Linked DNA regions of Mus musculus: regions 1, 2 and 3 are each linked to region 4. A link is a contact called in public HiChIP or PLAC-seq and promoter capture Hi-C data. All regions are on one chromosome and are shown on one strand. The core of a region is the stretch at or near the end of the contact, and the rest is flanking DNA. Distances in the headings are between cores, read along the strand shown.

Region 1 (3,249 bases), core at 42-2,541, 190 kb before region 4:
CTTACCCATGGCTCACCCAAGGCTCACCCATCACAAGCAATAAGAAGGGGTTGGTCCAAACTCAAGTGTGTCCTTCTCCCATAAAGCATTTCCCCCAGTCTCCAGAACAAGGCTGGGGAGTCAAGAAGATGGGAGAGTTACTAATACTTAAATCATCCCAGAAAGCTTACCCAGGTCCCTCCTACTGCCCCTCCCCAAGCTCTTGGCCAGCCTGGGAGTCTAACCTCTCTTCCTACAGTGGGATGACACAAAGTACCATGTTTCCAACAGAAGAACACAGACTCCACGGTGACAGGCAGGCCCTAGGAGGCAGAGCAAGACAGGAAGCGGTCGATGGAAGCCATGCATCCCAGTAGTGGGAGCACCATTAATGAGATGGGGAAAAAGCAGCTGGTTGAGCGATGGATATCGGGAAAGCCGGCCTGTCAAGGGCCATAGGCAACCAGGGGCTGCGACTCACTCAGCCCTGTATCCATCCCTTCCCAGCCTCAGGCGGTCACGAAACCTGATGAATAGCACAGAAAGCAGCTGCTCCAAAATGGGGGGGAAGTGATTTGCTTGAAGGTGACAAACTGTGGTCAACCAACCCCAGGTCCAGCTTTTCCCTGGGGTCACTTGCACGGACAGCCTCAGTTGTAAGGGCATCATCTGCTCCCCACCAACCACACAGACACACCCTAGGCAGCAATAACCATAGCAGGACATCAGTCCTCAACGAAAAGGCCAACAAGGCCTGCAAAGAAAACTAGCGGGTGAGTGGGGCTGCAGGGAGTCTGGACCCCAGCAACCGGACACAGGGCCGAACAGGGTCCCTTCACCGTCACTGCCCGGGACCGCAACTCTAGGTCTCCTGCCCCACCCCTGGTACCTCCCACCACTGGGCAGGGTGACCTTAGCGCCCGAGGCAGGGGTCGCAGCCGACCACTCACCTCTTTGAGCTGCTCCATCTCGCTGCGGATGGCCTCATAGTCCACCTCGAGCTCCTCGAACTGCAGCTTGAGCTGGTGCTTCTCCTCCAGCACCGCCAGTCCATACTCGGCCGCCTGGATCTTCTCACGCGTGGTCTCGGCCAGCTCGTGGGACAGCCGCTTCACCTCGGCGCGCAGCCACTCCGGCTGCGCCTCCATCACCAGACGCGCATACTCCTCCTCCTCCGACGGCGCGGACATGGTGGCCGCGCGCCGAGGCCGGCTCCCACCTTGGCTCCCACAAGCCGGGCCCTCTTAGCCGCCGCTGCCGCCGCCCAGCCCCGACGGCCGCCCGCGCCGCCGCACTGCTCCTCCCTGACGCGCGCGGAACACTGGGGGCTGCAGTCCCACTGAGCATGGACTACACAACCCGTAGTCCCTTGCGCCCACCTGGTCCGCGCTTGTGATTGGTCTAAATCTCAAGGGGGCAGGCGCCTAACGTGACGCAAAGCTACGTCTCCCTTAGCATTGTGGGAGATGTAGTCCTATTTTACGCTCACTGCTTTGCCCGTTGTGCTCTGTACCCGCCTGGCTCCAATCGTTGATTGGCGGGCGCGTCTGACGTGACAAAAGTAGGGGTGCCACCGACCCCAGCCCAGGGACCCGGCAGCCACCCGGAGAACCTCAAGCCTTCCGCTCCCAGCCTTTGTGGAGTAAGGTGATCCGAGCTGTGGATATCACGAGTAAGATTCGCGTCCTGAAACGTCAGAGCATGGCTGGTGAGACTGTGTGGCGCGCGCTTTATGCGGAATTTGAATGACTTGTGGCGGGCCGCGGGCACTGCCAAAAGGATGCCAACAGCCTGACGCTAGGGGCTCAGGGGAGCCCAGGCCCGGATACTACTTCCTCTTGTCCATTGTCCGTTAGGATTTTCTTTCATGGAAATGAAGGCACCTCCGTGAGCATAATGTCAAAGGTGTATTTAAATGTTGTCCGTCCCCCGTTTTCGGCGAGACGTAGCTGTACTCTTCACTATAATTCTAAATAAAACTTCCCTCCTTGCATGGTGATTTGGATATAACAAGCGTGTTGTTCCCTTTCTCACTGCACACACCCCCGCAACACCACACCCTACAGCTGCGGACCACCATCAAACATAGAGGTCAGCTGGAGAGATGGCTAAGAGGATAAAGCTCTTGCTCAGTAAGAGCAAGGACCTATATTTGCGCCCCTAGAGCCCACCTAAAGCACAGTCTATCATCCCAATGTCCCTGAGGAAAGATGGGAGGTGGAAATTGGAGAATCCCCTGAAGCTAGGCTGGAGTATGAAAGACAGGGGCGGGAGAGAGGGGGAGACAAGAAAAGCAGAGATAACCAATCTCAAACAAGATGGAAGACAAAGACTGACAACTGGATCTTGTCCTCTGATTCCCAGTGCATGTGGGGCCTGTGTGCCCACACAGGAACATGAACCCACTTCACACACACACACACACACACAGGAACATGAACCCACTTCACACACACACACACACACACACACACACGCGCGCGCGCGAAAAGAAAATCTAGGATCAACACAAGAATTGCATAGTAAATCAACTTGGTGTGGTGGAACACACCTTTAATCTCAGCACTTGGGAGGTAGAGGTAGAAGAATTTCACGGCCAGCCTAATCTACATGTCAAGTTCCAGGCCAGCCACGACTAAATAGAGAGACCCTGTCTCAAAAGAGAGAGAGAGAGAGCGCTGTATAAGTAAATGTGTTATTCCTCCTTCTCTTTGGCCAACCAGCCTAATTTTGTACAACAGTCCTGGCTCTACACTGAGGCCCATATATCAGGCCTACGCAAGCTGTTCACACTAAGTGAAGGTGGATTTAGAAGGAACAAACTTTCCTCCAACAAGTCCCCAAGCTCTACAGAACCTACACTTATCCAGGCTGCCTGGGAACCTCTCCATACCCACCTGAACCTGACTGTGAGGCAGGTGTGAGTAGGGAGGGGGAGAGCCATGAGTTTCTGGTGAGAACCTGACCAGGGAACTTTGAACTTGAAGATAAAGGTGATTTGAGATACAAATGATAGCTCACTACTATTGTGGGCTTCCTTCAGCAGGGACAGTGCTGACCAGCAAGGTTAGGGCCTGGAAGAAGGTTTCTAGGATCTCCTTGTCACTGGTTGGAGTGGGGCAATCAGGAAATACTTCTCTGAGGAGGTGACAGCAGAGAGAGAGAGAGAGAGAGAGAGAGAGAGAGAGAGAGAGAGAGAGAGACCCAGAGGACTCCACATTCAAGGATGATGTATGTAGATCTTCCCCCAACTTTCAGATGAGAGACCAC
Region 2 (3,374 bases), core at 785-3,284, 160 kb before region 4:
GGCATTGCTTCTCCCCACTCAAGAACAAGAGGACATTAGGCTTCAGTTCTGGAATTTTTCTTTTTCCCTTTTCCCTTTTCTTTTTTCTTTCTTTGTTTCTCTCTCTCTCTCTCTCTTTCTTTCTTTTTGAAATGGAGTCTCATTATGTGGCCTTGGCTGGCTTGGAACTGGTTATGTAGGCCAGTCTGGTTTGAGTTTACAGAGATTGGTCTGCTTCAACACTCTGAGTGCTGAGTGCGGGGATTAAAAGCCTGCACCACCAAGCCCAGCCCTTTGATTTGCTTTTAAGCCAGAGGAACTCTTCCTCCTCTTTCTTTCCCACCTGCTCTGAAACTCTTCTCTCCATTCTTCCCACCTGGCCTGTCAGGCTAGAGTTCGTCTTCACGTCCTCAACTGATCCTGTGTTCCTGGTTGGCCTGGGTCCCAGTCCTGATGTGATCCCACGGCTGGCCTCCAGGCTCAGGATGTGCCAGCAGAGGGACAATTGCACTGTGCTGGGCCACAGGTGCTGTGCTTCCTGGACAGAGCTGAAAGCATCTGGGTGGCCGGAGGCTGCCTCCTCAGGGGACACGGCCCTTCCTCGGGGGACACGGACTTTCCTCAGGGGACACGGCCCTTCAGGGAGTGAAGCAAAAGGCTCTGGGCCAGGCACAGACAGCTCAGCAGTGGAGATTCAGGCAGGGACTAAGATTCTTTAAGGACTTGCCTAGGCTAGACCTCATTCTTTACAATGCCTCTAACATACACACCTCTCCATTTTATGGAAGAAGAATCGAGAACCTTGAGCAGTTCCATCATATACATATACACTCATGCGTGCATGTGCACATACATATACATACATATACACAGAAAATGTTAACTAGTTAAAACAAGCATTTAGAGGATTGAGCAGATGGTTCAGTCCAAGCATGAGGAAGTGAGTGCAATCCCCAGCACTCATGGGAAAAGGCTGATGGAGGCAGAGACAGAAGGGTCCCTGGCAGATCGCTGGCCAGCCAAGCTAGTCATGTTGATTAATCCCAGGGTGAATAGCAATAAATGCCAAAATAACAACAATAATAACAGTAACAACAACAACAACAATAATAATAATAATGTGGACTGCAACTGAAGAAGACATTTAGCTTTGACTTTTGGCCTCCATATGCATGCACGCACACACACACACACACACACACACACACAGAGAGAGAGAGAGAGAGAGAGAGAGAGAGAGAGAGAGAGAGAGAATTCAAGATTAGTTGATGCAATGGTGCACAGTAGCGATCCCAGCATTTGAAAGACTGAAACAGTGTAAATTCAAATGAGTTTGGACAACACAGAGAATCCAAGGCCATCCTGGACTACTTGGTGAGACTGTCTCAACAAAACCTAAAACAAACACAAAATTTAGGATAGATTAAGAAGACATTACTGAAATGGAGTCAAATTTGCAGCCTATATGCATGTTAGGCTAACCCCCTGCCCCATTATTTATTGACTTCCTGAGATAATGAGGGGACTTTCCCCTGAGGGCTGCCTGGAAGAGGCAGAGCTTAGCCCTGCTGGGGCAGTCCTCATCAGCCAGATAACCAGAAGTTCCCTCAGGTCTCTTGGAGTCACCGTGAAACAATGTCACTGGTGGGGTATGTTTCTTCCAACTTTCTGTAGTCACCAAGGTCTGTCTGGCCTGGGTCACCTGTCCCCTGATGGATCCTCTTCCCCATAGACAACATCAATCTCAGGTCTGCTCAGAGGAGCCCACCAAACCAGATGCAGGAGGTGTCTTTACTCAGTGACTTGTTAAACCTAAGCTCAGCCCTGGCTGCTACTGCAGAACCTGGTAGGGCTGAGCCAGGTCGAGTAAAAGGATTACGCTTTCGAAGTCATCCCACCACAAGCAGACCAGGCCCTTCAGGACCAGCAGACCAACCTCCTCTCACGTTGCGTCATCGCTACGGAAATGCAAATGTGCCACTGTTTTGTGACCAATATTGCAAAAATTAGAAAGAGGAAGTTGGGTTTTGTTCTTGCATGAGTTCAGCCCTGGGGGAGATGCAGACTGGTCTTGGAAGAAGGGTGAGTGGAGATTGGCTCCTGGGATCTTTGCAGAATCCTACAGTGTTTGTCTTGCGCTGTGAAGGGGCTTCGTGGCGGGTGGTAGGAGGTTACTAGAAACCAAACAGGAACCATTCAAGGGAGACAGATGTTTTCAAAGCAGGAAGTTGCTGTGGCACGGTAGCGGTGTCTCTTTTCATGCTGTTGTCTTTCAGTGGCTCGTACTGGTGAGAAGATAGGGTTGCTATGGGTGGGCATGAGAAGAGTTCGCGACTACAGAGTCCTGGACGTGCTATTGGCAGGTGGGGCACAGCTCACACTTAGGCTATGGGCAGTCTGTCGGTGACTACTGTGGTCCCTGGGAGGCTTGGGGGGGGGCACAGATCCAAGGCTGACCCCACCCAGTGTGCCTTAGTGGGGAAGAAAGCATGTCTTTTTCTGCTTAAGCAGAAGAGGTGGTCCCAGGGGATGATTTAATGGAGGCTAGGCCTTCGCATCCCATGTGGTTCTGGAATCTTCTCCAGTCTACAGTTTAGATATTAACAGATATGTCTGTCTAGCTGGGCACTGCTAGGAAAGAAAACTAAGCCCTCAAAGGACTCCTTGGGACCCCCAGGGCTTCGCCTGGGCAGCTCTGGGTAGTGGTACAGCCACTTAGGAGGCTGGCAGCCATAGAGCAGGCGCACGGCAGCATGGATAGAATGATATGATTATGATAACACTATGATACTATATGCCATGCAGAGTAAGCAGAGGCATATTTGAAAAGCCGGACTCTAGGACCTGTGGGGAGTGAGGCAGGAGTCACTGTCATTGTGGATGACAAGTCACTTGCCATTTTTCTGGGAGTCCCTGAGTGCTAGGGAGGATGAGCAGCTATAGGGGGATAGGGAGGGGACTCTGGTGAGAAAGAATGCCAGGGACAGGGTGATAGGCAGACTCTGCCTTGATTTCCCTTTCTGTAAAGTGAAGTCAGAATGATGCCAAGCCACACTGAGGTTTAGAGCTTACGCAGCTCTGCCTCATTTTAGATTGGTCCTACCTAGCCGGGGGTGGTGGTGGTAGTGATGGTAGCACACGCTTTCAATCCCAGCATTTGGTAGACAGAGGCAGGTGGATCTCTGAGTTCCAGGCCAGCCTGGTCTACAGAGCAAGTTCCACAACAGCAGGGCCACACAGAGAAACACCATCTCTTGGGGGGAAAAAAAACCAAAAACAAAGACTAAAATTGTTAGCCATTTGTGTGTGTGTGTTGAGGCATGTGTAGGGAAGCCAGAAGACAGTCTCAGATGTTATTCTCCAGGACCTGTCTATCTGGTTTTTTAGACAGGTTC
Region 3 (3,625 bases), core at 398-2,897, 130 kb after region 4:
AGATGGCTCTGCGGTTAAGAGCACTGACTGCTCTTCCAGAGGTCCTGAGTTCAAATCCCAGGAACCACATGGTGGCTCACAACCACCCGTAATGAAATCTGATGCCCTCTTCTGGTGTGTCTGAAGACAGCTACAGTGTACTTACATATAATAATAAATAAATCATTTATTTAAAAAGTATAAAAATTAGCTGAGAAATTAGCTAAGCATGTTCATGCTTTTAATCCCAGCTCTCAGGAGGCACAGGTAGCCAGATTTCTGTGAGTTCAGGGCTACATAGTGAGACTGTCTCAAAAAAAAAAAAAAAAAAAAAAAAGGAAAAGAAGAAAGGATAATATTAAAGATAGGTTAATTTAAAAGATAGGTTTTTAGAGTTGAACTAAATGATTATTCATTTTAATGTATACAAGAAGACTCATTCATGAGTTAGCCTCTGCTCCCTTTCTTATTTGTTGCCCCAAATGCAAGCTGTGTAGCTGACACGTGACTTCACAGTTGGTGGCACTTGGAAAAATAAGCCAAGCCTGCTGAGCGATCCAGGCATGACAGCTTCAAGCTGTAAACCATGTATATCCCAGACACAAGAGAACCAGGGCTGCCTCAGGCTCTGAGCTTGCTGACTGAGAGGCCCTCAAGGGTGGTGGGCAGGGAGGGGACTCATGGGTTGAGGCTGCGGGCATCACTAATGCAGCGGCTGGCGTATCCCCAGAAGCGGGGGCAGGGCAGGCACCAAGACTAAGCTGGCCTGGAAACTGGCCCACCAGATGGAAAGCGCGCGTCACACCGCGCCTCTCCCGGACTAAAGGCTCTTTATTCACAAGACAGCCTGGCACTAGGAACACCGTATTCATTTTCTTGTAGCTGCCCCGTCACACGTGCCAAGAGAGAATTCATGTCTCACAGCACGCAGACTGCCATGTCTTCGTGTTTAATTTTCTTCCAAATTCCCTCGCCTCCTGTATCTGGACAGCCAGGAGAGCCCCTGGAGGCGATGCTTTAAGAACGTGCACTTGACAGAGAGACACATTTCCCCTTCGCGTATGAAGGTAGAGTGCTTTGCGTCCTTCCTCTTCAAAGCGGAGATCCATTTCTACAGTGTGCTGTGCCAGCAAAAGCCGCGCTTTTAATACAACGAAATCCCTCCCTCCCCCCCAAAAGCACTCTGAGCTCTGGAAAAAGGAATGATTCTACCACCAGTGAGCCACACAGGCACCGTGTGTTTCACACAGAAGGCTCCAAGGCCTGCAGCACAAATACCACCTCCTTGAGCGTTTCCAGTTAAGGACTCGAACAACTCGAACCCTACGGGCCTCAGCTGCAAAAAAAAAAAAAAAAAAAAAAAAGCAACTGTCTGGGCTGGAGATACAGTTCACCAGTTAGGATGCTTTGCTGTTCTTGTAGTTCTGGGTTTGGGTCCCTGGCATCCACATCTGTAACACACAGCCAATGAACACAAGCACGCACGGAGCCCAGACACAGAGGAACACGTACGTACACAAACAAAAGAATTATTAAAATGACCAACAACATGTGGATGAACAGTGAGAAGATTTCAAGCAGAATAATTTGCATGTAGCTCACAGCTGCTACGTGCAGTACGGTCTGCGGGAAGCCCGGTCCATCCCAGGCAGTGGAACCTCCTGGTGGTGGAGTTTAGAGGGAGAAAGTTAGGTCGTTGAGGGGCGGGCCTTTGAAGGGGATGTTGAGACACTCCTGCACCTCCCCCACTCTCTCCTCAGCTGCCAGAAGGTGAACAGGCCTCCTCTGTGTTACCGGCTAGAGGTCTCGATCAGGTTCATTTTCTATACCAGTTAAAAAACTAGCCGGAAGGAAAAGTGTTAGCGTTTTGTCTAAGCTCCGCCCCACAGTTATCTGGCAACAGCCAGGTGTGCCTGACTCACTATAAAAGGGGCTGCTTGCCCTCTCCTCTCTTTCTTGCTCATGTCTTCTTGCTCCCACTCTGTCCTTTCCCCTTTCCCCTCTCTCCATTCTCTTACCTACCCTTTCTCTCCACGTGCTCATGGCCCGCCTCTTCTCCTCTCCTCCCCTCCCTTCTCCTTCCTTCCTTCCTTCCTTCTCCTCTCCTCCCCTCTCCTCTTTTCTCTTCTCTCTCTCTCTCTCTCTCTCTCTCTCCCCCTCCCTCTCTCCCTCCCTCCCCTTCCCCTCCCTGTCTCTCTCCGTCTGTCTGTCTTTCTCTGTCTCTACTACCCTCTCAACTCCCCTCCCCATGCCCTGAATAAACTCTATACTATACCTTGGTGTGGCTGGTCCCTCAGGGGGAAGGGATGCCTCAGCATGGGTCTGCAGAGGCACCCCCTTCCCCCACACCTGACTACACCTCTCCAAAACATATTCCTTCTCTCTTTATCTTTTTATAAACACAATAGAAAGACCTCAAGTGCAGCAGGTAGCAATGGGGGAAACCTCGGGCACAGCAGAAAGAAGAGGCTCTGCAAAGCGGGGGTGGGGGGTGGGGGTGGGGGCTAGCTTGGGAAGCAGAAGTCCAGTGTCCCGGTGAGGGCTGTGCTTTTCAGGGTCTTCCCTCCCAATTTGGGGTTGGACAAAGACAGGGAGGCTGATAGGCCCACCAGTTTAGGGTAAACACATCCTGGTCTAGCCTTGGACTTGTCAGACCAGTCCACATGGTGGATGGGCAGGGGGCCCTACTAGCAGGGAAAAGCTCTCCAGGCCTTTGTTTGAATCTGCCAGGCTCTTGCCATAGGTCAGGAAGTTGAAGAAGGAGCCTGCCATATTGGAAGCCCACTGTTTTTATTAACTAGTCATGGCCTCTTTTCCTGTCTGTCTGTCTGTCAGGGAATCTGCCTAACTCCAGGGTCTTCAGCCTTCACACATGTCCAAAACCAGCAAAGCCAATCGACTATGAACTGAATCCCTAAAACCACAGGCCCAAATTATCTTTTTTAAGTTCTTTAACCCATGCATTTTTTTGTCACAGCAACAGGAAGTTAACACGCTATTCCCAAAGAGTTAGGTGAACATAAGAAATACTTTTACTTACTTCATTTTAAATTTTTTGATAAAATTTGTAAACCCATAATTTTTAAAAGCCTGGCACACCCCTAAATACAAGAAAAGAGACTGAAAACTTAATGCACAACATAATCAGGTTTCTCAAAATACAAAGAGAAGATGTGAAACATCCCCCCCCACCCCCCCCATGAGAGTTCAAGCCCGCAGGAGCATTCACAACCACAGACTTTCCAAAGACAAAATGTAAGCAAGCAGGGAAGGGACAGCAGCTCAAGCAGCGAAGGGTTACACTGTCAACGCAGGAGTCAACGCTGAGAGCAAGTGTTGTTCAGGAACCAAGGGGTGAGCCTGCTCTGGTGGCACAGGTATGTGACCCCAGTGGACAGGAGGGTGACCCCAGCGGACAGGAGGACCAGGTGTTCCAGACCAGCCTGGGCTATACAGTGAGTCTTCTCTGGAAAGCAAGGACTGAGGCTGGTTGGAGTTCATTGAGAGTATTTGCCCAGCCCCAAACTGGATCCTCCGGCACTCTAAGAAACAGAATAACAAAAGAACAAAGGTAGGACTTCCTGTTTCGGGTCACCACTCTTTACTAACAAGTAGTGGGGAAAGTAGTTTCTTTTGTATCCACTTC
Region 4 (3,268 bases), core at 188-2,687:
ATGCTGAGACTCTTCTGTCATGATTTCTCTTACACAGGCCCTGCCTATTATAGCTTCCATATACGTGCCAGGACCCAGAGGGCCTTTGCTGGATAAACCCTGTCCAAGAGAAATTACATTCTACAGGCTCAGGTTAGGAGAGGCAATACTGGGTGGGGTCTTTAGCCTCCTTAGTGAAGTTGTAATGGTCCTCACCCACATTCTGCCCCAGCTTGGGAGGTGCAGCTTGGATCCCCATCTCCAGAGACACTCAGACCCACAGAGCTGGCACCTGCGCTCTGCTTCTGGTTGAGTGGGCTTTACGTTCATGCCTGACTCCCAAGGTAGATGAGAAATGAGATAATATAAATTAACAGGCATCTGGCAAATGCCCAGTCCAGTGACAAGTACACAATTTAACCCCTGGGTCTCTGGGGTATATGTTGGAGTCCTAACTTCATGGCTCTCAGTTTTCATAACGTAAGTAGTCCCAGCATTCCCCCTTTAAGGAGACAGTGTGCTACCACCCAACTCAGCTAGGAAGTGACTTGAACATCAGCCTTTTAAAGTTACTTTTGACTGGTATCAGCATCCACTGACAGCCCCTAGCAGGGCCAGGGAAACCCTGTCACTGGGTAACAGCTCTGTCTGCATTTGCTTCCCTTTAATCGTGAAGGATGTGTTGCCTCTGTTGGCTTTTCTGTCTTATGAGTTGCTGGTGTCAAAGGCTCTAAGGCCAGCAGCCGCTGGCCATCGGTTCACATTTGTAACTTGCATCTTTGACAGGGTGCCATACCATCAGGATGAGCAAAGAGATCAGAACATGCTGGTAACTTCCTTTGCGCTGTTTTCTTCAGGTGAAGTGACCCCAATGATGTGCATCACAACTGGTGAGCCCAGGTGCAGGTGCCTGGCATGGGCTCAGAAATCAGGTCAGTCTTCTGTGACCCTTGCAGTCAGGTTCAGAGATGCCCGGGGCAAGGGCTTGTCTGGGGTAATTGAGTAGCTCAGGGGGTGGAGAGAGAAGCTCCTGAGGGGGTTGAGGGTGGGGAAAGATGGCAATCAATATGGTAAGTCAAGGGGTTTCTGGAAACCTTTTCCAGTTTCCATCTTGGGACCTCTGAGATTTAGGACAGAGAAATCCTTTCTATTTTTTTTTTTCATTTATTTTTGAGACGGTTCCTGGTTCCTTTATTGCCACGTGACCCAACTCCTGGATCAAGTATCCTCTGCCCCCCACAGCCCTCCCCCACCGGTGTTGGGATTATAGGCTTGGGCCACCACGCTACTGATCAGGGCAAAAGGACATCTGTCTTTGAGATCTGGATTTGCTTAATGGAAAAGAGGGACACAGCGCTTACTGGTACCAACGTCCGTGGATGATAGTGAGGTTTTCCCATATCCTGGCAGTACAGAAAGGCCCAGAAGACACTCCAATTTTGCAACCATACTTGGGCACCTAGGATATCCTGAGGTTGTCTGTTTTGTCTTGGCATAGGTTCCAGGATTTGGCTCTCTGGCTAAGTCACGTTGTCTGTGGCCTGCCACCTCCGGGGAAAATAGAGCCCCTCAAGGCCCCACAGTTCAGCGGACCACTTCCAAAGAGCTTCAGGGCCAGGCGCCGGCCTGGAACCCTTGCCGCAGGTGGAGGCCATGGGGAGCATCCCGCAGGTGGCGGCGCTCAGCCGCAGCCAGGTGGGCGTGTCAGGCCCCGCCCCGCGCTCCGGTCTTGGGGAGGGTGGGACGAACGGAAGCCCCGCCCTCCCCGCGCGCTAGTTCGGAGCCGGTGCGGGAGCGGAGGCGCGCGGAGCCGGCAGGAGCACGCGGGAGCGCGGCCCCGCAGCGGCCCGGCCCGAGGGAGCAGCATCGTAGGAGCAGAACGGCCTGGCGACCCCCGCTGCAGCCAGGACCCCGCCCCAGCGCGACGCGGCCCCGAGAGAGGACTCTGGCCCCGGAGCGCGGCCTCGCCCTCCTCGCTCGCCCGGGTCCCCGGGCTGCGGGCATGGACAGCGCCCGCTCGCCCTGTGAGTATCGAGCTCTCCCGTTCGCCGCCTTTGTGTGCGCGCCGCGCCGCCGCAGCCCCCTCCCCGCGCGCCCCGGGCCCGCGTCCTTTGTGGAGCCTGCTCCTGTCCGGTGCTTCCCTTTACCCCGGCCTCCCTGTCCCTTCCCCACCCGCTCGCGGGATAGCCTAGCGGGGTCGCTCCAGTACTGGCCTTGACCCCTTTCTCCAGCCTCCCGAGCCCTTCTGTAGCTCCTTTGAGCCCTCAGGGACACCTAGCAGGTCGTCCCTCCTGGAGTCCCTGGGACAGCTAGAGACAGGCCGTGTTCCCGGCTCGGAGCTGAGTGAAGCAGGGCATCCCCTTGCAATCCTCGCCTCGGGGTCCGGTCTGCAGCCCTCTCCCCGGAGCCCGCAGAGGACCGCCCGGCAGGTCACTTCTGCGGTGGGGCTGGGCAGGGCGCGGGCCCAGAGGCGGCGCTGTCTCATCCCGCGGCCCAGGCAGGTGCGGCGGGGCTGGCGCTCACGCAGGGTCCGTGTGTCCTTGGCCCGCAGAGATGGACGGCGATGGCGGCCGCCGAGACGCCCCCGGCGCGCTGATGGAAGCCGGGCGCGGCACGGGGTCGGCGGGCATGGCGGAGCCGCGGGCGAGGGCGGCGCGGCTCGGGCCCCAGCGCTTCCTGCGGCGCAGCGTGGTGGAGTCGGACCAGGAGGAGCCGCCGGGCCTGGAGGCGGCCGAGACGCCGAGCGCGCAGCCCCCACAGCCTCTGCAGCGCAGGGTGCTTCTACTCTGCAAGACGCGCCGGCTCATCGCGGAGCGCGCCCGGGGCCGCCCCGCCGCGCCCGCGCCCGCCGCGCCCGCTGCGCCTCCCGGCTCCCCGAGTGTCCCCTCGGACCCTGGCCCGGAGCGAGCGGGCACGCAGGAGCCCAGCCCAGATCCCACCACCGCCTCAGCCGCAGCCGCGCAGGTCCCCGACGGCGGCCCGAGGCAGGAAGAGGCGCCGGCCCCAACACAGGAGGACGCTGGAACCACCGAGGCAAAGCCGGAGCCCGGGCGCGCACGCAAGGATGAACCTGAAGAGGAGGAAGACGATGAGGACGACCTCAAGGCCGTGGCCACCTCTTTGGACGGCCGCTTCCTCAAGTTCGACATCGAGCTGGGCCGGGGCTCCTTCAAGACGGTCTACAAGGGGCTGGACACGGAGACCTGGGTGGAGGTAGCATGGTGTGAACTGCAGGTGAGCGCCGCTGCCCCGCAGGTGGGCTGTCCGCAAATGCGTCCTTGGGTGTGTC

What was found. Promoter capture Hi-C pulls out the DNA fragments that hold promoters and counts their contacts. HiChIP or PLAC-seq counts read pairs in DNA pulled down with a chosen protein or histone mark. Capture Hi-C pulls out chosen DNA fragments and counts their contacts.
Region 1: a contact with region 4 is called in a promoter capture Hi-C map of adipose tissue. The contact joins the promoter of Bicd2 here to the promoter of Wnk2 in region 4. A contact is called at or near these places in 1 of 39 promoter capture datasets (neutrophils), 1 of 484 Hi-C or Micro-C datasets (embryonic stem cells) and 1 of 9 other capture datasets (adipose tissue).
Region 2: a contact with region 4 is called in a promoter capture Hi-C map of liver, with 2.3 times the contacts expected there. The contact joins the promoter of Fgd3 here to the promoter of Wnk2 in region 4. A contact is called at or near these places in 1 of 39 promoter capture datasets (liver), 1 of 115 datasets of contacts at active chromatin or transcription factors (pancreatic cancer cells) and 3 of 9 other capture datasets (adipose tissue, liver and pancreatic islet).
Region 3: an H3K4me3 HiChIP or PLAC-seq map of craniofacial prominence shows a contact between it and region 4, with 4 times the contacts expected there. The contact joins the enhancer-like site here to the promoter of Wnk2 in region 4. A contact is called at or near these places in 3 of 39 promoter capture datasets (the 3T3-L1 cell line, embryonic stem cells and hippocampal neurons), 18 of 484 Hi-C or Micro-C datasets (the AML12 cell line, the N1E-115 cell line, the P5424 cell line and 14 more), 14 of 115 datasets of contacts at active chromatin or transcription factors (astrocytes, craniofacial prominence, embryonic forebrain and 8 more) and 1 of 9 other capture datasets (liver).

The regions. Positions count from the first base shown.
Region 1 is chr13:49,339,591-49,342,839 of GRCm38.p6, reverse strand. Bicd2 (BICD cargo adaptor 2) reads right to left here and starts at 1,291. Exons shown (of 7, transcript NM_001039179.2): 1 at 930-1,291. The coding sequence starts at 1,169.
Region 2 is chr13:49,307,868-49,311,241 of GRCm38.p6, reverse strand. Fgd3 (FYVE, RhoGEF and PH domain containing 3) reads left to right here and starts at 2,034. Exons shown (of 18, transcript NM_015759.2): 1 at 2,034-2,061.
Region 3 is chr13:49,013,598-49,017,222 of GRCm38.p6, reverse strand. No RefSeq gene overlaps it. Among named protein-coding and RNA genes, the nearest start is that of Fam120aos, 47 kb to the right of the region's middle. Within about 2 kb of position 1,647, at least 145 of the 459 cell types and tissues checked have an H3K27ac peak or open chromatin away from gene starts, as enhancers often do. A contact at or near this core is called in the N1E-115 cell line, craniofacial prominence, embryonic forebrain and 8 more, where this site is marked.
Region 4 is chr13:49,146,497-49,149,764 of GRCm38.p6, reverse strand. Wnk2 (WNK lysine deficient protein kinase 2) reads left to right here and starts at 1,437. Exons shown (of 30, transcript NM_001290313.1): 1 at 1,437-2,003; 2 at 2,531-3,213. The coding sequence starts at 2,533.